Linked DNA regions of Zea mays: regions 2 and 3 are each linked to region 1. A link is a contact called in public Hi-C data. All regions are on one chromosome and are shown on one strand. The core of a region is the stretch at or near the end of the contact, and the rest is flanking DNA. Distances in the headings are between cores, read along the strand shown. Region 1 holds the start of LOC103634938 (casein kinase 1-like protein HD16). Region 2 holds the start of LOC103634937. Region 3 holds the start of LOC100526749.

Evidence for each region. A called contact is a pair of places that touch in the nucleus more often than the background predicts.
Region 2: a contact with region 1 is called in a Hi-C map of root tip, with 2.6 times the contacts expected there. The contact joins the promoter of LOC103634937 here to the promoter of LOC103634938 in region 1. A contact is called at or near these places in 9 of 25 Hi-C or Micro-C datasets (bundle sheath, ear, endosperm and 4 more) and 2 of 3 datasets of contacts at active chromatin or transcription factors (leaf and seedling).
Region 3: a contact with region 1 is called in a Hi-C map of tassel, with 1.9 times the contacts expected there. The contact joins the promoter of LOC100526749 here to the promoter of LOC103634938 in region 1. A contact is called at or near these places in 3 of 25 Hi-C or Micro-C datasets (ear, leaf and tassel).

What each region holds. Positions count from the first base shown.
Region 1 is chr8:22,997,208-23,000,373 of Zm-B73-REFERENCE-NAM-5.0, forward strand. It overlaps LOC103634938 (casein kinase 1-like protein HD16), which reads right to left and starts at 1,505. Exons shown (of 17, transcript XR_002264153.3): 1 at 1,022-1,505.
Region 2 is chr8:22,780,438-22,783,603 of Zm-B73-REFERENCE-NAM-5.0, forward strand. It overlaps LOC103634937, which reads right to left and starts at 1,707. Exons shown (of 6, transcript XM_020542406.2): 1 at 1,345-1,707; 2 at 422-542. The coding sequence starts at 1,664.
Region 3 is chr8:22,843,663-22,846,828 of Zm-B73-REFERENCE-NAM-5.0, forward strand. It overlaps LOC100526749, which reads right to left and starts at 1,634. Exons shown (of 3, transcript NM_001199029.1): 1 at 963-1,634; 2 at 378-829. The coding sequence starts at 1,632.

The DNA of each region.
Region 1 (3,166 bases), core at 255-2,754:
TAACCACTTTAGTTTTACAGACTACAGAGATGTGTGAGCCCAGCCAAACATAGAAGAAAGAGTGCAAAGAAACAAAAATCAAAAAGATAAAGATGATCCAATTTCACTCACTACCAACACCTATACAGCAGGATCAGTATATCTGACAGCATGGCCATTTATCCATTCCTGGCATGGAAAAGGTTCTGAAACTACAAATAATAAGGTTTATTGTTAGGACCTTACTACCCCCCCCCCCTCCCAAGTCTACTAGTTAATAGCCAATCATCTCCTTCAAAGTCATGATCAATAGTAAACTCCACAATACATGTATGTCCATAGAAAGCAGCAAGCAGATGCTACTAAAAGAATGACATATTGGGACATGATGAAGCAGAATTTGTCCCACTTGACTTGAGACAAACTAAAAGAAACAAGCAATGACAAAAAGGTACATGCATCATACATAACCGCTTCCAAAATAATGCATGCATCATACATAACCGCTTCCAAAATAACGGATTCAATAAATTCCATCCACGTGAGTAACATATCCTACAACTACTGCAACTGGCCAGACATCATATATAGTGACAAGTAACCACTTCAAACTAGCGAACACATTCCGTGCCAAATCCAGCAGTTAAAATTGCAACTCTCATGATACACCATATATATAGCTCACCAGTCAGATCTCTAGGACAGTTTAGAAACTTCAAACGTACCCTAACTTTAGAATTGTTCCATCTAGGATAAAACCAGTTGGAGAGATTGTACATAGTATATACATTTGTTGATCCTTTTTAGGCTCTCAGATTCTCATAGGTGCTAATTTGCCTAGCAACAACCACTAACCAACTCAGTGTGCAACAAACATACTATCTCATCATCATTGGGTTATCAATTGAACCGAATTCGGCTGCAGTCCACGGCCGGCAACGTTTAATCAAGCAACAGGACACTAAGGGCCCAGAAATTTCCAAAATAACTTAATAAGCATCTAAACTACGAAGGGAGAGACCAGGAGACATCTTGGGCTTACCGTCTGAGGCAACGGCGGAGCGGCCCCGTCGTCGCCCCCGGCGGCGGCGGCGGCGGCGGCGGCGGCCGCCCTGTCCCCGCTCCGGCCGCCGCTGTCGAACTCGTCCATGCCTCCCTCCCCTTCCTCCCGCTACTGTCGCTGCGACTGCTACTGCTACAGCACCAGACACCACGCAGGTCACGGTCCGGCTACTGGATTCCGCTGCTGGCGCCCTCCACCTCCACGGCCTCGTCGCGCGCAACCGCGGGGCGCTGGCATCCGTCACGGACTCAGCTCCAGGGCCGGCCCGCGTCCGGAGAGAAGATCGGGACGGGCGGCGAGCGGATACCGGGAGAGACGCGAGCGCGCTGGGTTAGGATTGGTCCCCGGCGGCGGATGGGGCGGTCGGCGGGAGGGGGGCCTCGGGGACGGTGGTCGAGGACGAGGAGAGCTCACGGCACGCAGACAGCAGCAAGGGGAACGGGAAAAAATATTTCTCGCCTCCTAGTCTCCTACTATTCCACGCCCTGTTTCGTGCTTTTTGTGATTCCGCCTGACCCAAGAGCTTACGTATGATACAAAATTTACGTCTACTTGTAAGATTTACTTCCGCAGGTCCATGATTTGTCGAGTTATCGTCGTTCTTTCCTTTTTTTTAAGATTGTCAAAGTTATAGGTACAGATATGAATATAGAAATAAATATTTATATTGCTATAGCTGTAGATATAGATTAGTAGAATGATATAAAATAAGACTCTTAAATAAAACATCGTTGATCGCTTTAAAGACAGTTGTTCGGACTAGGGCTGGAAAATTAGCTCGAGGCTCGCGAGCCGGCTCGAGCTCGGAGCGGCTCGCGAGCCTTAAACGAGCCGAGCCAAGCCCCTTCTTCGAGCTCTTTTTGCAGCGAGCCGAGCCGAGTCGGCTCGTTCCAGCTCGCGAGCCTTGCAAAAATGATTATTTTATGGAATAATAATGAATATTAGATAGTTTTATGGATAATAGCTCATTTTTTTAGTCTTTGATAATGAATATATTATAAGTTATAATTTAATTTACTTAGGCTGGCTCCAGCAGGGTCCTGTAAAAGCTCCTGTCCTCTAAATATAGAGGTTTGTCAGATCCTCTATCCCTCCAACAAGGGACTCTAAGGGTACGTTTGGTTACAATGACAGGACGGGATGGGATGGGACGATCCCTCAAATTAGTTTGTTTGGTTCTGGGTCAAGGGTTGGGACAGTAATATCCTATGTTGTCCCCTGTTGTCCCTCAAAATTGGAGGGACGAAAAAGGACGTCAGGGGACGATCCCGTCCTAGCTGTCCCACAACCAAACACACCCTAAAAGGTCCTCTAAGATTTAGAGGATGACATGCATGCGCTATGTCTAGAGGATGTACGGCGGTGCTCTATACACTGTGTTGATTTCTGTGCACGTGCTGACGAGCGGTAAAAAATAATATAGAATGTCAAATCTAGTAGCACTGTTGATATAAAGGATGAAATTTAGGGGATATTGCTGGAGATGAAGAATATATAGAGTACAGAATCTTTTAGAGAGTGCTGTAAAGGACAAAGAATATTCTTTTAGGGGATGAAATTTAGAGGACGTTGCTGGAGACAGCCTTATAATGTAGAATGATGATTCTATATTTCAAATTTATATAATGTTAATTCACCAAATAATGCAACGATAAATACCAGAATATGGCTCGCGAGCCGAGCCGAGCCGGCTCGCGAGCCAAGGTCGAGCCGAGCCGAGCCGAGCCTCTTTCACCAGCTCGTCGGATGGACGAGCCGAGCTCGTTCAGACGCCGAGCCGCACCGAGCCGAGCCGAGCTCGGCTCGTTTCTAGCCCTAGTTCGGACTACAAATTTGGTAGTGGACTTCAAACGGGTCTATGGGCTTTGGAAGCTAATAAATACAGCTTTATCAGTTGATACACTATCTATGAGCTGAGAAACAAAACATACAAGCTAAAGCAACATCTCCAACACCCCCAAGTGATCTACGTGCCTCAAATTGTGTAGTGTGCTTAGAGATAACATCTTTGAGTGGTAAGTGATAGATCATTTGTGTTTGAGCTAAAAGAGAGGAGTTGTTGTGATCTTGAGCTCTTGGAGTTAAGCTCTCGTTGAGATTGTAAAGCGAGCAAGAGCCTCTAAG
Region 2 (3,166 bases), core at 457-2,956, 220 kb before region 1:
AAGGCACGATAGCAACGGAACGAGAGGTAGGGAAAAACCGAATTTGACATGGTAACTGGTAAGAGCCAGTAAATGAGACTCAAAGGGATAGAATATAACTAAAGATTTAGTCTTCAATATGAGTGCATGGAAAATAGCTATTCATGTGCCTAAACCTTGACTTGCGGTTTCGGTTGGGTTTCAATTCTAGCCTAACTCAACTTGCTTGGGATTAAAAGCCTTTGTTGCTGCTGTTAGCATTCTGGACTTAAAACCCTGAAAACCTAGGTGTGCACAGTTTTAGTTATGGCCAAAGATTTGTATTATTAAACTCATTTTTTGAACACTAATTTCTCAAAAAGGAATCCAAACCATGCCAAAACAAAAGGAATGAGTAAACAGTAGAGGAAAAGGTGACAGCAAGAAAGTAGTGTTCAGGTACCGGCAACCTGTCCCATATTAAGCGGTCATCATCTGGCTTGAGGTGATAGTAAGCTGAGCCAAATGCTGCTGCTACATTCCCAGCATAAAAGAGAAACCATCCCGAGGCCTCCCACCTCAAGCTACATGATTCCACAAAATGGCATGTTATCAAATTTTTAAATTTATTTCAAGGGAACGAGTATGCTGTCATTCCTTATATAAAATTTCTTGAAGCAGCACACCTCACAGAAAATCATATATAGTTTAAAGCTACTTGATTCCACAAAGTGGCATGTTATCAATTTGTGAAATTTAATCCAAGGCAATGAGTGTTGCCATGAGCGATAGAAAAAGTTCTTGAAGCAGCACACCTCACAGAAAACCAGATTAGTTTCACATGAAGAGGCTTATCTGAAAAAGTAGGAGGATCGCACACATTTCATTTATTGGCTTCCATTGAAGCATATCAACCTACTTTTAATTGAACGCCCATGATTCAAATCCCCATTACCCAGCCATTCTATAATATGGCAAGATTAAATTGCACATTCTGAAGCAAAGCATTTCCTCAAGCAAGCAAGCAGATGGCTAGAAGACGTATAAGCAAAGGTTCTCAACATGATTCATGAGTGCCATCTCGTTTAACTTAAAAATCCACAGGATTAGTGGAACCTCATTCGGACATAATAGAAAAAAAAAACACCTATTGCCTCCTCTTGACCTCTTCTGAGTTCCGAAGCTTTCAAGCAAGACTCAAAAGATCGGACTATTTTACAACTACTATGCCAAAAGCATTGGTTAGCCAAAAAAAAATTATTCAATTTAAGGATCATCGATCTGTTCACTTGACTCAGGTGTAAGCAAATTACTAAACTAGGACATAAGACGAACTTCTTTAGACATTTCATCAAACAAAGGTAGGGTAAGGGCCAAGGGGGGCACCTGACGCCGAAGCACCCGCTGCCGCAGAGGCAGAGGACGAGGCCCGGGACCCCGGCGAGTAGAAGCGGGTAGGCGGTGAGCACGTTGAGCGTGTTGGGCACGCCGAGGAGATTGCGCATGTCGGCGAATAGGTGGAGCGCAGGGGTGTGGCGGAACCGCGGCGTGGCCACGAGGAGCAGCGCGGAGGCGAGGACGGCCCCGCAGGCGAGCGCGCGGCGCCGGTGGTTCTCGCGTCGGAGCAGAGCGGAAGCGAGCGCGACGGGCCCCGCGCCGGGGCCGCCTCGGCCCCGCGTCGGGGGTAAGTCGGCGGCGAGATCCATGCGGGCGGGGAGATGCTGCTGGTTGCGGGCTCAGTTGGATGCTTGCGGCGGAGCGTGGAGTGGAGTGGAGGCCTAGAGTTCCGCTGCTGGGCCGTCATTGTGATTATGGGCCGTTTTCTCAGGGTCATTTGTAGGCCAGACCTTATTCATATTAAACAAATGTCCATTTTACGTAAACAATAATGCTAAAAGTCGTCTTTTCCCTTCATTAATCACTAGATATATACCCGTGCGTTGCCACGAGAGTTAAAAATTAGTATTAAACATAATTTTAGAGGAATCATACAAGAATCAGTTCGTTTTCACAGGAAAAACGCAAGAAACGGGAAAATTTCCTCCGCTCCAAATGAGCCCTTAAAATAATTAATTACTCACGTAGGTCACTATCAACCATTTTGCAAAAGGGAAATTGCACAATCATACTACAAGAGATCGAGCATAATGCTACTTACGAACAATGAAACTGTTTTACAAGCGATTGAGCATACTGCTAATTTCTGAATAGTGTATGCACCTCAACGCAGCAATCAATCCTAACCTGGTAGCCAAACTCTCGCCAAGGCACCACACTAACAAGCATCAGTCACCCATGATCTTGACAAAAGCGAGAGGAGAATTGACAAAAGCGAGAGAGACCGAGAAGCAGGCAGGGAAATCGTACCTTCTAGGCCTCGTTCGATCCACGAGCTGCTGCAGCTTCTCACTCTGGCGGTGCTAGAGCACGTCCAGCCGATGCACGCGCGAACCGCTCGACACCCATGATCTTGCGCAGTGCACACCAGACCTAACTTGCGAACTACCAATGAGAATAGAATAGTTGGATCAATTGACAATTAAGGAAAACCCAGTAGAATATATGGATAATTAAGGAAACCCCATCATAGATAAACATTGCAATAGAAGTTTGTTTCCCAAATGACAACCATTCTAGTTATCTAGCAGAGAACATCTTTTGAGCCACGGGCATTAAGGAACAACAACAACAAGAACAGAATAACTCAATTCACATTCTAGTTATAAAATAGAGAACATTGTTTTTTGAACCACAAGCACCCAGTAGAATAGATGGATAATTAAGGAAAACCCATCATAGATAACAATTGCAATAGGAGCTGATTTCCCAAATGACAACCATTCTGGTTACCTAACAGAGAATATCTTTTGAGAAACAACAACAAGAACAAAGTAAATCACTTCACATTCTAGTTATCAAATAGAGAACATTGATTTTTGAACCACAGGCATTAGGAAATATCATCAACAAAGAACATATTAAATTGCTTCACATCACATGAGGCACAATGGGCAGTTTGGATTGCAACCTCCCAGGCAGATGCCTGCCAGGCATTCCATCGTAGCCATCAGGCGTCCAAAATCAATGGCATGGGATGCTGCTTGGGCCTGACAGGCCCATAGTGCATAAGCATGTTTTCTATCCAAGAATTCAATGTGACTGATGAACTTGAATAGCCGCTACAGGCACCTTGCATTTTAAGCTTAAT
Region 3 (3,166 bases), core at 384-2,883, 150 kb before region 1:
TAGTTCCATAAAAAAATATGGTATCAACAAAACTGTTGTACAGGCTACAACTGTCGCTTCAAAATCACGAGGTTTTGACTCTTCAAATGGATGCGTGCAGGTCTTATAAAATTGAAAACTATAGGTAAGCAGGGGGGGGGGGGGATGCCCAAAAAGCTTTGGAATGATATGCACGACGAGGGCCCGACAACGGCAGGCCATGCAAGTACGATGTTGACGCTGCACGACTGCCGATGCTGCCCCACCAGACATGCATGCATCACAAGCCAAAGGCTGAAGACGACAATCCAGATCAACCATCCACAGATCACGTGGCTTCGGTGGCACTGGCGTATGCACGTAGAAACCGGCGGTGGGTCGTACGTCGATCGTGTTACCTTGTCAACGTCTGCGGCGGTCGTGTCGCTGGCGCCGCCGTAGTACACCGCGCCCTCGAGGAAGTAGAGGACGCCGCCGGCCTCCTCGGCTAGCGCCGCGATGCGCGCGGCGTCGGTAGCCGAGTAGAAGGACGAGGAGGACGGCGGCGGCTGCGAGCGCCAGCTGCCGATGAGGCCCTGCTGGAGGTCGGTGACGACGGAGCCCTCGACGTAGTCCATGAGCCCGGCCAGCGCGCCGCCGCGGCGCTCGTCGTCGGCGATGAGCCGCTCCTGGTCGGCCGTGAGGTCGGCGGCGCCGGTGTAGAGGAGCCGCAGCCAGCGCGCCCTCGCCGGCGCCGGCGCCAGCGGGATCCGCGCGCGCGTTATGATGCCGAACTGCCCCAGCCCTCCCAGCACGGCGTCGAAGAGGTCGGCGTCCTTCTCCTTGGAGCACGTCACCATGTCACCTGTTCCTGTGAGGGTTCACGCGAGTTCCAAAACTAGCTATATATATCACCCGGTTTCCACGTCCATGTCCATTCCATAGGACGTATACTCCACATGTTATTGATCGATCTTATCATAAGCACAGCCACGTACACGTACCCGTGACGACGTCGAGCTCTAGGACGTTGGATATCTGCGGGCCGTGGCGGAAGGCCTGGCCGCTGATGCCTGCGTTGGAGAGCGTGCCGCCGACGGTGAGGCGGAGGTAGTCCGTCCAGGAGCGAGGCGTGAGGCCGTGCGCCAGGGCGGCGTGCAGCACGTCCACCCACAGCTGCTCGCCGCCGGCGTCGATGTAGCGCCCGTCCACCGACACGGCGAGCCTTGCGGAGGCGGAGGTGGAGGAGGCGTTGGTGGTGGCGGTCTCGTCGCGCCCTGCAGCTACTGCTAGCGACGCCATGTCGACGACGACGCCGCCGGGGGCCGTGGCCTGGCCCCGGGTCGAGTGCCCGCGGCCCCTCGCGGAGACCGGGAACGGCGAGGCGCTCGCGCTGGACGCCCGCAGCAGCGCGGCGATGTCGGCGGCGCACGACGGGTAGAACACGGCCGCCGGCCGGGCCGCGTCGTCCGCGGTCGCGTTGGTGCCGAAGTCGGTGGACGCGCGCGCCGTGGCCTCGGCGTCCGTGCGGACGCGCGCCGCCGTGGTGTCCGCGAGGCCGCGGATGATGTCGTGGATGATGGCGGAGGACGCGGCGAGCGTGGAAGGGGTCGCGGAGACGCAGCTGAGGAGGAAGCAGAGTGCTGCGACCGTGGAGGTCGTAGCTCTAGCCATCGTCATGATCAGTTGCTTGATGGAGGTTTTTGACGATGTACGCACGCACGCACGCAGCAGTGGAGAGCCGTGGTGGCCTATATATAGATTAAACTGCTGTTATTATTACCATTATTATTGTTACGAACGATTGAGAGTAAGATATATACTCCCTTCGTTTCGTTTTAGTTGTCGCTGGATAGTGTAAAATTAAACTATCCAGCAACAACTAAAAAAACAGAGGGAGAGAGTATAAGCTAAGATAGCCGTCGTCACTCGTCGGACACGTACAGAACCATGCAATAAGATATATAAGCTAAGATATATATACGACGTACATACACCGTAATACCGTATGTATATATGTGTAGCGTAGGCATGGTTTACAAAACCGGTAAAAACTGACGGTAAACCAGTCGGGATACGGTTTCGATAAATCACCGTTTTTTAAAAAATTCGTTCTAAATTCAAAAGATTTAAAAAAATCATAAAAACCAAAAACCACTGGTAATAGTGGCGTAGCTAGGATTTATTCATGAGGTATGCCATAAGAAATTTTTCATAAATAATTTAGTATGCAAGTTAATATGAAATAGTCCAAACATCAAGTACAAAATATATTAAATAAACATGCATACCTGTTTCAAAGTAAATTTCAATATTACTTGTTGCATGTTTCTTTTTTGTTTTGGTGTTGTTCCTTGCTCCAAGCCTGCAAGTCCACGTAAATTGCTGTTGCGCGCGTTGGATTGGTGGTCCAGTGGGCCGACCCATAGGGTATGCCGTGGCCCACCCGGACCACCCTGTAGCTACGCCACTGACTGGTAAACCGTTTTCTGGGACCGGTAAACTGGTATTTGAGACCGGTAAACCGCCAATTTTTACCGGAAAACCGGATTTAATACCAAAACTGAGTATTTAGTGGTCAATTTAGTCATATTAGTCTTGTTTACTATTGTATGCTATATGTGAATATGCTATATGTTATATGTGAAGATAAACCCGTAGCTCAAGTTAACTTTAGGCATTTAGTGGTTAATTTCTTTTTTATTTCCTGTCCAAGATGGAATCCGTAGATCAAGTAGCTTCATTTCTTCCAATAACTATCTGTCTAGACAAGACTCAATCTAGAACCCTTAGCTCCAGTTCTTCTATATGTGTTTTTAAGATTTGCTGATCAGGAGAAAAGTCTAACACTTGTGCAAAAGTCTAACACTTGGTGAGGTGCACCGTGCACATGCAATACACAAACACCAAACACACCTAAAGATGGCAATGGGTAAATACCCACCGGGTATTAGTACCCCATACCCATACCCACGATAAAAAATAACCACATTGGATCACCCATATACACTGGTGGTTATGGATTTACTCCTATACCCATACCCCATGTGGGTATGGGTCACCCATCGGGTCACCCATATCCACAAAAATAAAACATCTATCAAAATATTATATTATACAAATGTCAAGTATATCCATCTAAATAACATTACAAAAATTCTAGCATCATTTAACCATCCATTCAACACACCCAAAGATAATTGGATAA